Regions from separate parts of the Mus musculus genome. Here region 1 is linked to region 2. The links are chromatin contacts, called in public HiChIP or PLAC-seq maps. All regions are on one chromosome and are shown on one strand. The core of a region is the stretch at or near the end of the contact, and the rest is flanking DNA. Distances in the headings are between cores, read along the strand shown. Region 1 overlaps Gm31569 (a long non-coding RNA gene). Region 2 overlaps Trappc12 (trafficking protein particle complex 12).

Region 1 (4,495 bases), core at 563-3,062, 540 kb after region 2:
CACAGAGAGACACTATTCTGCTACCAATATTAGAAACGAGATCACCTAACATATATGAATATTTTCTTTGTTAATTATAACAATCCATAGTATAAAAAGGAACTGATGAGACCATGCTCCTTCAAGAAACTCACAGCCAGGTGAAGGCTTTCTAGCCGTACCTGCAACCACTGGACATGCCCAAGGAAATGCTTAGAATGATCTGAGTAAGGGCATCATGATGATGTCATATGCCAGTCACCCTCCAAGTCACAATGGGCTTTAAGATGGAAGAAAATGGGATTGGGATCCACAGGCTGAGCTGTGCTCCTTTGTGCTCTCAGGGATCTCAGGTTAGATTCTGGTCATGTCCTCAGATTTCAGCAGTGCCTCTTTCTATGATACATGTGTGTTGGTGCACAGGACACAATGGCTGCTTCTCCCTCCCCCTTCCCATGTGAACAAGAGGTGCGTGTCTCTAGCAAAGAAAAGCAAGAAGCCAAAACATGAAAGGTCTCTGTCTCAAAGCAGCTAGTGAGATTTCCTGTGTTGTTTACTTTGTAGAAGATAAGGCCCCAAGTGGCCCACATAACATGAGTTCCCTGCCAGCCAAGGGGAGGGAATGTGCCCGGAGAAAGGACAGAGCTTGGCCTCCGTGAGTCTTTCTCCAGAGGTTGTGCCCTTGTAACCCCAGGGACCAGTAAGTAATTAATTAAAGAGAGCCTGATTCCTACAGGCACGTATTGTCCTGGAGAAGGAAAGGTAGGACCCCCGCCTGTGGCTAGGCGTGCTGGTTTTCCTTTTTTTCTAATAAGCAGAATTCTTTTTAAAAGAAAAAGCAGCAGTCTGAGCCAGTGAGCTTCTACTAATTCTGCTAACAGTGATTTTTTTTTAAATGTGGTGTTCTCTGAGCCTGATGTTCTAGCCTTGATGTTTGCATATGAAATCAGGTGTACACCTCAAAGTGATGGGCTGTTCCATCAGTGATATAGCTCTTGGGTGAATCGGCGTCATCTGGACAAACTCTGTTGCGCCTCTGTTTAAACATCTCTTAAATGGACTTGGCCGTGAGCTCCCAATGTGCCCCAAGCTGTGTCTCTGTGACAGAGATTTTGGGACAGAGTAGGTTTGTTTCATAAACCATCCAAGTTGTTTCCCTTAAAGACTTCTGCATCTTGCTGCCCCAACCCTTGTCACCTGACCCAGCGGGTGTGTGCCCAGGGCCCCTCAGTCATGATGGTCCTCTGTGCAGTCCTACAGAAAACTTCCTGCCCTCTCCTGGCTGGTATATACTATATGGCATTTGGTTTGCCCTTGTTTCTTGGGATAGGTGATTAGAGGACTCCAGATGGCTGCCAGGACTGCTGTACCATCCATTCTGTCTCCAGCTCTGGGCTGGGCTGGCCTAGCATCCTGGCATTTAATAATGCAGAGGCCTTTACCTATTAATTATTAACCATCCTTTCTGCATTTCTAAGGACAGAAAGGAGATGGGTTTTAAGACGGAAGAGAATGGGACTGGGATCCACAGACAGAGCTGTCTTCCTTTGCACTCTGGGATCTCCGGGTTGAATTCTGGCCATGCCCTCAGATTTCGGCAGCACCTCTTTCTGGGATACATGTGTGCTTGTGCGCAGGGCGCAAGGGCTGCTGCATCCTCCCCCCCCCCCCACCATGTGAACAGGAGGTGTGCATCTCTAGCAAGGAGAAGCTGAGAGCTAAAACATGAAAGGCCTCTCTTGTCTCAAAGCAGCTAGTGAGACTTCCCGAGCTGTTTACTCTGTAGAAGATAAGGCCCCACGTGGCCCAGATCCATGAGTTCCCTGTCAGCTGTGGGGTGGGAACGTGCTCTCCCTGCTAATTGCAACAGCATCTGTGGCTTTACAGCATGCCCACTGCTCTTGCTAGGTTGCTGCCTCTGATGCCAGCTAGAGATTTCACATTCACAGGGCCTTGTGCCACGGCAGCTGAGGGGCCATCTCAGGTTGCTTAGTTCCTTTCTTTCCTCCAATCCGGCCCTGGCACTGGGCAGCTGCTCATGACCATTGAGACCTGCAGAAGCAGGGAAGGTTGTTGGGAGTCACCCCCACACTGGCATATTCAATACCCCTTCCCTGATTCATTCTCTGTCTCCCCTTACCTGGCAGAGGCTCCACTGCTCCTGAGTAGCATAATATAGCAATAAAAGAAGGTGGAGAATATACGGTTTCCTCGGGTTTTCACTCAAGTACTGAGTGGGGTAGGCATCAGTGTCAACATGTCTGTGTTTGCCTTCAGTGCAGTGGTGCTTGAGGCTGGCTTTCTACAGGCAGATGGGGTTCAGTCACCCGAACGACCTACATTCTGTTGAAGTCTGTGGTCACTTACTTGAGTGGCCACCTTTACTGTCTATGAATCAGTCCGACCTTTCTAATGATGAGCTCAGAGGCACCAATAATGTGTAGGTGTCTCATTAAGGAGAAGATGGTAAGAAGCAATTCTCTTTGGTGCAATTTCACTAACAATGGGCTTGGATTTGCAATTTCTACTTCTCTCTCCCTATGTCTTCTGTAATTTTCTTTCTGGGGTGTGAGTCTGGGTCCGTGCCTGTCTGCATGCTGTCTTGTGGATCTGTCTGTCTCCATCCCCAACAAAGGACTTTGTCCTCTCTTTATCGAACAAGACAGAGAGCATCACATGCAGAGGGAAGGATATGTTACAAAAATCTTTAACAGGTTTTTTTTTTCAAGAAATTAAATCACTGACTCCAACTGACCTAGATAAACTAACAAATGCTATCAAGCAATAGCCATATGTTGTCTTGAGGGTACTCACTTTATATGGCTCCGTTTAACTCATTTTCTGCTGTCCACACATGCAATACTTGTGGTTATAGAGTATGGGAGGATATATATATATTCAGATTTCAACTATTTATTAACTTAGGTCATAAACATTAATGTAAAAAACCCAAGGAAATTAAGGCAGTTGCTATGTTGTTCTCTTAAAGGCAGGTTAAACTAACTAGCTAATCGCACACAGTAGGATAGCAGTCTACAGTAGCCACTAAGTGTATTATCAACTCTCTCTGTGAGGTCTAGCAAGAGTTTCAGTCTCTCAGAATGAAAGAGGTATTGTCATACTAAATGTGTGGTCACACCTACCTAACCTGTTCTTCCTTTTGTGTCACCCAAGACTTCCTGTCCTCCTTCTCGGGTCCGAACCTCAACTCCTACTCAGTTTCTTCCTAGAATCACATGGACAATGATTTAGAGCAAGGTGGTATCACTAAACTCTGTTCCCTTTTCTATCCAGTAGTCTTCAACCAGCTCAGGACATTGCCTTTTGCTAGAGGGCTGGAGGGGCAGCCCCCTTGGAGGATGCTTCTGTTACTGTTGGCTCAAGTCCATTACAGATGCACGAGGTTTATGTGCCTGTCCATTGCTCCAGGATGGGACATGAACCCCTAGCAGTGTGTGTGGGTTCTTGGTACCTGGTGGTACTTAGGTCCTGTACTTGATCATCTTCACCAAGCTCTGCCCTCACACCCCTCCATCACTAGTTCAGACATAGACTCCTACCCGCCCGTGGCTTTCCCAAGGGTCCTCATGTGGGCTCAGCATACCAATTTCACCCAACTACTCAAAGGTTATGATTTTAGAGAAGGTTGTCTCAACCCTTTGATTCTGCTGGCTTTGCCTTTCTCTTTCTCCACAATCCTCCCAAGGTCTTGTGCTGCCTCTAGAAGCTCTGGCTTTTCCTATCTGCGACTGAGAAAACTGCAGTCTGGATCTGTGTGCTCAGGGTGGGGGTGGAGGGTGGGGTCTGCTAGCCTGGACCTTGGTCTCCCCTTCTAGTCTGTAATCTGTACCAATCCTCTGAAGGACTGTGTGCCTCAGATGGATTGTGTGGCTCTGATGGTCAAGATACTATTTACCTAAGTCTGATCCCTGGTGAACATGACTCAGTTCACTAACATGTGACTGTATGGATGTCTCTCTGTGAGTATGTGCTGGGATCTGTGTGGCACCAGACCCTATGGAGAAGCACAAGGGGAGAAGCAGGACTCCAGGCTGGAGAAATAGATCTGAGTTTCTCCCTACTAGAGTCAGATGTAATGATGCAGACACTGTTTCTCAGATGAGGTCACTGAGGGACCCCAGAACCTTACATATCGATTTTTGATTCCTAAGGACTTATCTGTGGAGCTGGAGCTGAGCTTGGGAAGGCCCTTATCTGAGCCTTTATCTGAGAAGCCATGTGTAGGCTTTGGGAGTGCTCCTGGAGCCATGTCACATGTCAGCTGCTGAGTAGGCTTATGTCCTTAGAGGTCTCTGCTGTAGCATCCCTTGGAGAGCCTGGCTGGCTGGCAAGAAGCCCTTGCCCTCCTTGTGAACTGTGTCCCAGTCCCAGATGTGGCCTAGAGCTCCTTCCCAAGCCCCATAACTTGGAATGGTTGGTGTAGACAAATCTGAACATACCATCTCTTCCCCCATAGTCCTGGCCCTGGGTCAGAAACTTGATGGCTTTGCCTTGT
Region 2 (4,336 bases), core at 1,024-3,523:
AGGTGCACGTGGATGTGTGTGTGTGTGCATGCACCATGAGGTGTCAGGGGAGAAGGCAGCCTTTGGGCAGTCAGGGTCATGGCTGAGGGGACACGGACACGCCACCCTGTGCGACTTGAGGGCCTGCTCTCAGGCTGACCAGGGTCTAGCCCATGGCCCCTAAGGTCCATCCTGGTCTCCTCCTCCAACCTGGTACGTACCCTTACGTTTTATTTCACCGAGCAGAGGGCAGGCTGTGCCGAGTCACAGTACTGCATCTGATCACAGGCCATCGTGACCTAGGCTCCACCCTGCTCATGATGCTTCTGATGGACAGCTCATGGAGGGCCAGGGTGCATGGCATGGAGGGTCAGTATGCCTCAGGAGTAAGCCCTGCTAGGATCTTAGATTTTTTTGATTGGCATTGCTGCCTTTCAAACTTGCCCTAGGGTCAAGGGTACATGCTACTGAGAATGGCCCAACAGAAAAGAAACAGGCTATAAATATACCCATTATATATAACTTTTTTGAGACTGAGTCTTACGGTATAGCTCTGTACAGCCTGTAACTAACTATAGAGACTCAGTTGGTCTTGAACTCTCAAGAGATCCATCTGTTTCTGTCTCCCATGTTGGTGTTAAAGGTATGTACCACCAGGTTCAGTTTTGATAGGATTTTACAGTTCTCCTAGGAGGCAGGGTGGATCCACAGGTTTGGGACTGATCCGAAAAAGCAGCAGCAGAGAAGGGGTTGTCAGGCAGGTGCTATCGGCATCAGTGTCAGCATGTGTCAACAAGCCTGGGGGCGGTTAGAGGGAGTGTTCAGGGCTGTCACTGACGGCCACCTAGTTGGCTGTTAGTCAATGAAATCACTCATTCTGGGAACCTGGAGGCCAGCTGACAACAGCTTCTTGTAGTGTGTCCGCTCTACTCTTCTGACTACACTGACCTGCCCTTGAATAGAAATACAAACACTCATATGTGGGCAAAAGCATTCTTGCCTGACTTGCACCTAAAAACTGCATTGGCTGAGAGACTGCTAAATTGTATTAATGGCTGTTCTGTTGCCAACAAAGGCTTTATGTAGTGTTTTCCAAGCAAAGAGGAGGCACCCTGTGTGTGGCAGGCTCTTCCCCACAAAAGAGAAGCCACAATAGTCAATGCTGTGTGGGAGGTATAAGGACGTGAAGCTGAAAACTGTCCAGGTATCTTATGGCTACTGTGAAACCTCAGGATATCACATTTATGAACGAAGGGCTTTGTCTTGCAAGCGGGTGTTCCTGGAAATATATAGTGGGACTCTCAGAACTAGAACATATGAGCAAATTTCTTATCATTAAAAGGCTGATTAATTAGGTCATTGTTAGCTGGCACACAGGCCCCAGCTATGCAGCCCAGCTACTGTGGCAATACTTGTCGTGTCCACTAGATGGCAGCAGACTGCATGTGCTCACATCCACTTTCCTTACAGCATTTCTTTAACTCATGAAAATCAAGATTAAATCAAACTTTTAATTTAAATTACATCCATGGAGAAAGTATTTTTGAGACATGATAATCCGTCCCGTTCAGAACCTTGGGTGACAGGATGTCACAGGCAGACGTTTGGTGCCTGTGCCTACATTGCTGGCGGTGTCACTACTGCAGTAAAACAAAGGAAAGCGTTTTTTGTTACACTATTTTCTAACAGAGTCTCTCAGAAAGGCAAGCTGAGTGCACTGCAGCTGAGCAGCGACTTCCTCCCTGAGCATCTTCAGCCTGTGGCTGGGCACCACCAGTGCTGCAAGCCTAAGAAGGCAACCAAGGCTCAGAGACTTCAGGAGACTGGAGGCTCCCGGTGCCTTCTCAGGCTGCTACAGGCCACAGCAGTGAGGAGAGGCAGGCCTCACAGGGGGCGGTGGGACAGAAGGAAGCAGGCCCCTCCTTGGCTGAGGGCTGCAGCCCATGGGGAGGTGGGGGAGGCTCTGCAATGATGTCACCAGGGAGGTGGATGTGGGAAGATACCAGGAACAAAGTGGCCCTGTGGCAACAGACCATGTGCAAATATCTCACACAGAACTTCTAAAAGCTGTAATGTGTTCAAGAGTCGGAAAGAGCTGTGAGGACAGCTGGAGAGGTTTTAGGAAACCCATTCTTCTGTGTCAAGGTCACCTACTACAAGAGCCTGTCTACACCCAATGTCACACGTCACCTGTCTGCAGAGGTGCAGAGGAAACACACTGTCCTATGGCTGGGCTGTGGTCACAGACTTTCCTGCCAGGTCCAAGGAGCTGGCCACGTGGAGGGCTGCCAGTCGCTCTAAAGCGAGGAGCACGCTCTTCCCCTTGGTAACCTGCCCGCTGGCGGCCGCTCAGTCAGAGCAGGACGACCTTGGCTGAGGATGAGCTGATGAGCCGTCTCACCACAGCTCGGAAGGTGTTAACAGCGCTGCTCTGGGCGTCTGCTGCTGACAGATTCCGTGGCGGCTTCAGTGCCTGCCTGCAGCTGGCAGCAAGGCCGCCAGCTCTGTGGCAGGCCACCCGTGCCCAGGGCGGGAGGCAAGCCAGGCATGGGATGTATTTGAAATGAGAGAGAAGCTGAAAACCCGCTGGCAGGGCCCACGTGGAGAATGGACTGGAAATTCAGTGACTGACAGCCCGGCAGAGCTCCCCGAGTCACACTGGCTCCTCAGGTGCACAGCTCGGGGTGAGGTCCTCACAAGAGGGTCTGGTGGGAAAGACTGCCTTCAGATGTCAAATCCATCAATCATTAAAAAATGACCCTCACAGTAAAACAATCAGAACAAAGGTGAGATTTTCTGGATGGAGTTCAGAGGAAAACGCCCATTTTCGGGCGGAGTGAGCAGTTTTAATTAGACTGTTTAGACCTAGGCCCGTGCAATTAAATTCAGCAATATAAACTGTTTTCTGTGGAAATTTTACAACGACAAGTTAGGCCCCCAAGTGTGAGTGAACTCTACTGAGCAATCTAGGCCACACTGAAGACTGCTGAGGCCCACGGCTCACTTCCTTGTCAGGCCTATTGGAACACGCAGCACTTCCTTGCAGCCTCTAGCTGACACTGTCTGCTAGAACAAGGTGCTCTACAGCTCAGCCGCCCACATACCTTCATCAGGAGCAGACAGTTTGCCATGGAGTACAGCACACGGCCCAGACGAGACCTCCACAGCTGAACAGAGGCTGCGGGAGAGAGAGGCGTGAGTGTGCACAAGCAAGTGTGCTCCTGCGAGCTGGCAACTGCTACACTCTGGGTGCTGACACAAAGCCCCCCGCCTCCCCGCCTAACCTTACCAGGCCTCCCCAAGAACCGGAGACAGAGGACAGTGTTCTCAGTGGGATGCCCAGAGTGGGCTCCCATAAGAGACCATCTGCACAGATGCAGCAAGAAATATAGCCCAGCTCAAGCAGTCATCAGGAGCTCACTTCTAAGCCACAATCCTAAACCTGTGAACACGTCTGATGCAGAGACAGCATCTGCTGCCCAGGGCAGAAGCTGACCCATGCACATCGCCTGCTCGTGTCCAGCGGCTGCGGAGAACCCCGGGCCTGGTGGCAGTTTTAGTCCCTACAACCTGGAACTGACCACTTCCCTAGGCCTTTAGTTTCAGATTGGAACAACGCTGGTCTGCCTTTTTCACAGGCTTTACTGAGGATGGACACCAGAAGTGGCCATAAAAGCGCTCCATGAGAGGACAGGATAAGTCCAGTACCCACCGCTATGGATGCAGTAGACCGTGAACAATGCACCTCTGCTCACATCTGATACCGGCCATCTTCTGTTCTGGTTCAGAACCTTCACTGGCCATCTCTTTGGTTTTCACACTGGTTCTCCCCCTCTGTGTTGGAATGATCCCTTCACAGACATTTGAAGTGAGGGGAGGGCTGACTGATGGTTCCTGGGTCATCAGGAGTAAGAGCTGAGCTGGGGACTACACTGCTTACATCAGCTAGGGCAAGCAGATACATTCATACCTTTGGGTGTCAGAGCCTAGTTAATAGCAGGATATACTCATGTAAATGTACACACACACGTCACACATGCACACACCACATATAAATCACCCACACAGCACACATACACACCCAACCCTTCAAATCCAGGGAATTATAAACGTGCTGAAAGGGACTGGCATGTATTCAGCATGCTGTAGCCAGAATAACTGCTGTGGTAGATATGTGTACACAAAGTTACATACTGGGGATATAATCCCTAAAGCCACATGTTGATGGTATCTGAAATGGGGGGTCCTTGGAAAGGCATTGGGAGGTTAGGTAAAGTCCTCAGATGAGGCCTTATCACAGTGCTGGAGGTTTTATTCACTTATTAATTATTATTATGATTTTATTATTATTATCTTT

What was found. HiChIP or PLAC-seq counts read pairs in DNA pulled down with a chosen protein or histone mark.
Region 1: an H3K27ac HiChIP or PLAC-seq map of oligodendrocyte precursor cells shows a contact between it and region 2, with 7 times the contacts expected there. The contact joins two enhancer-like sites. A contact is called at or near these places in 2 of 484 Hi-C or Micro-C datasets (cerebral cortex and embryonic stem cells), 2 of 115 datasets of contacts at active chromatin or transcription factors (astrocytes and oligodendrocyte precursor cells) and 1 of 9 other capture datasets (embryonic stem cells).

Annotation. Positions count from the first base shown.
Region 1 is chr12:29,238,314-29,242,808 of GRCm38.p6, forward strand. The region is part of intron 1 of Gm31569 (a long non-coding RNA gene); the gene reads left to right. Among named protein-coding and RNA genes, the nearest start is that of Gm31569, 35 kb to the left of the region's middle. Within about 2 kb of position 1,813, at least 56 of the 459 cell types and tissues checked have an H3K27ac peak or open chromatin away from gene starts, as enhancers often do. A contact at or near this core is called in cerebral cortex and oligodendrocyte precursor cells, where this site is marked.
Region 2 is chr12:28,698,453-28,702,788 of GRCm38.p6, forward strand. Trappc12 (trafficking protein particle complex 12) reads right to left here. Exons shown (of 12, transcript NM_178811.5): 8 at 3,084-3,157. Among named protein-coding and RNA genes, the nearest start is that of Mir6937, 21 kb to the left of the region's middle. Within about 2 kb of position 2,274, at least 94 of the 459 cell types and tissues checked have an H3K27ac peak or open chromatin away from gene starts, as enhancers often do. A contact at or near this core is called in cerebral cortex and oligodendrocyte precursor cells, where this site is marked.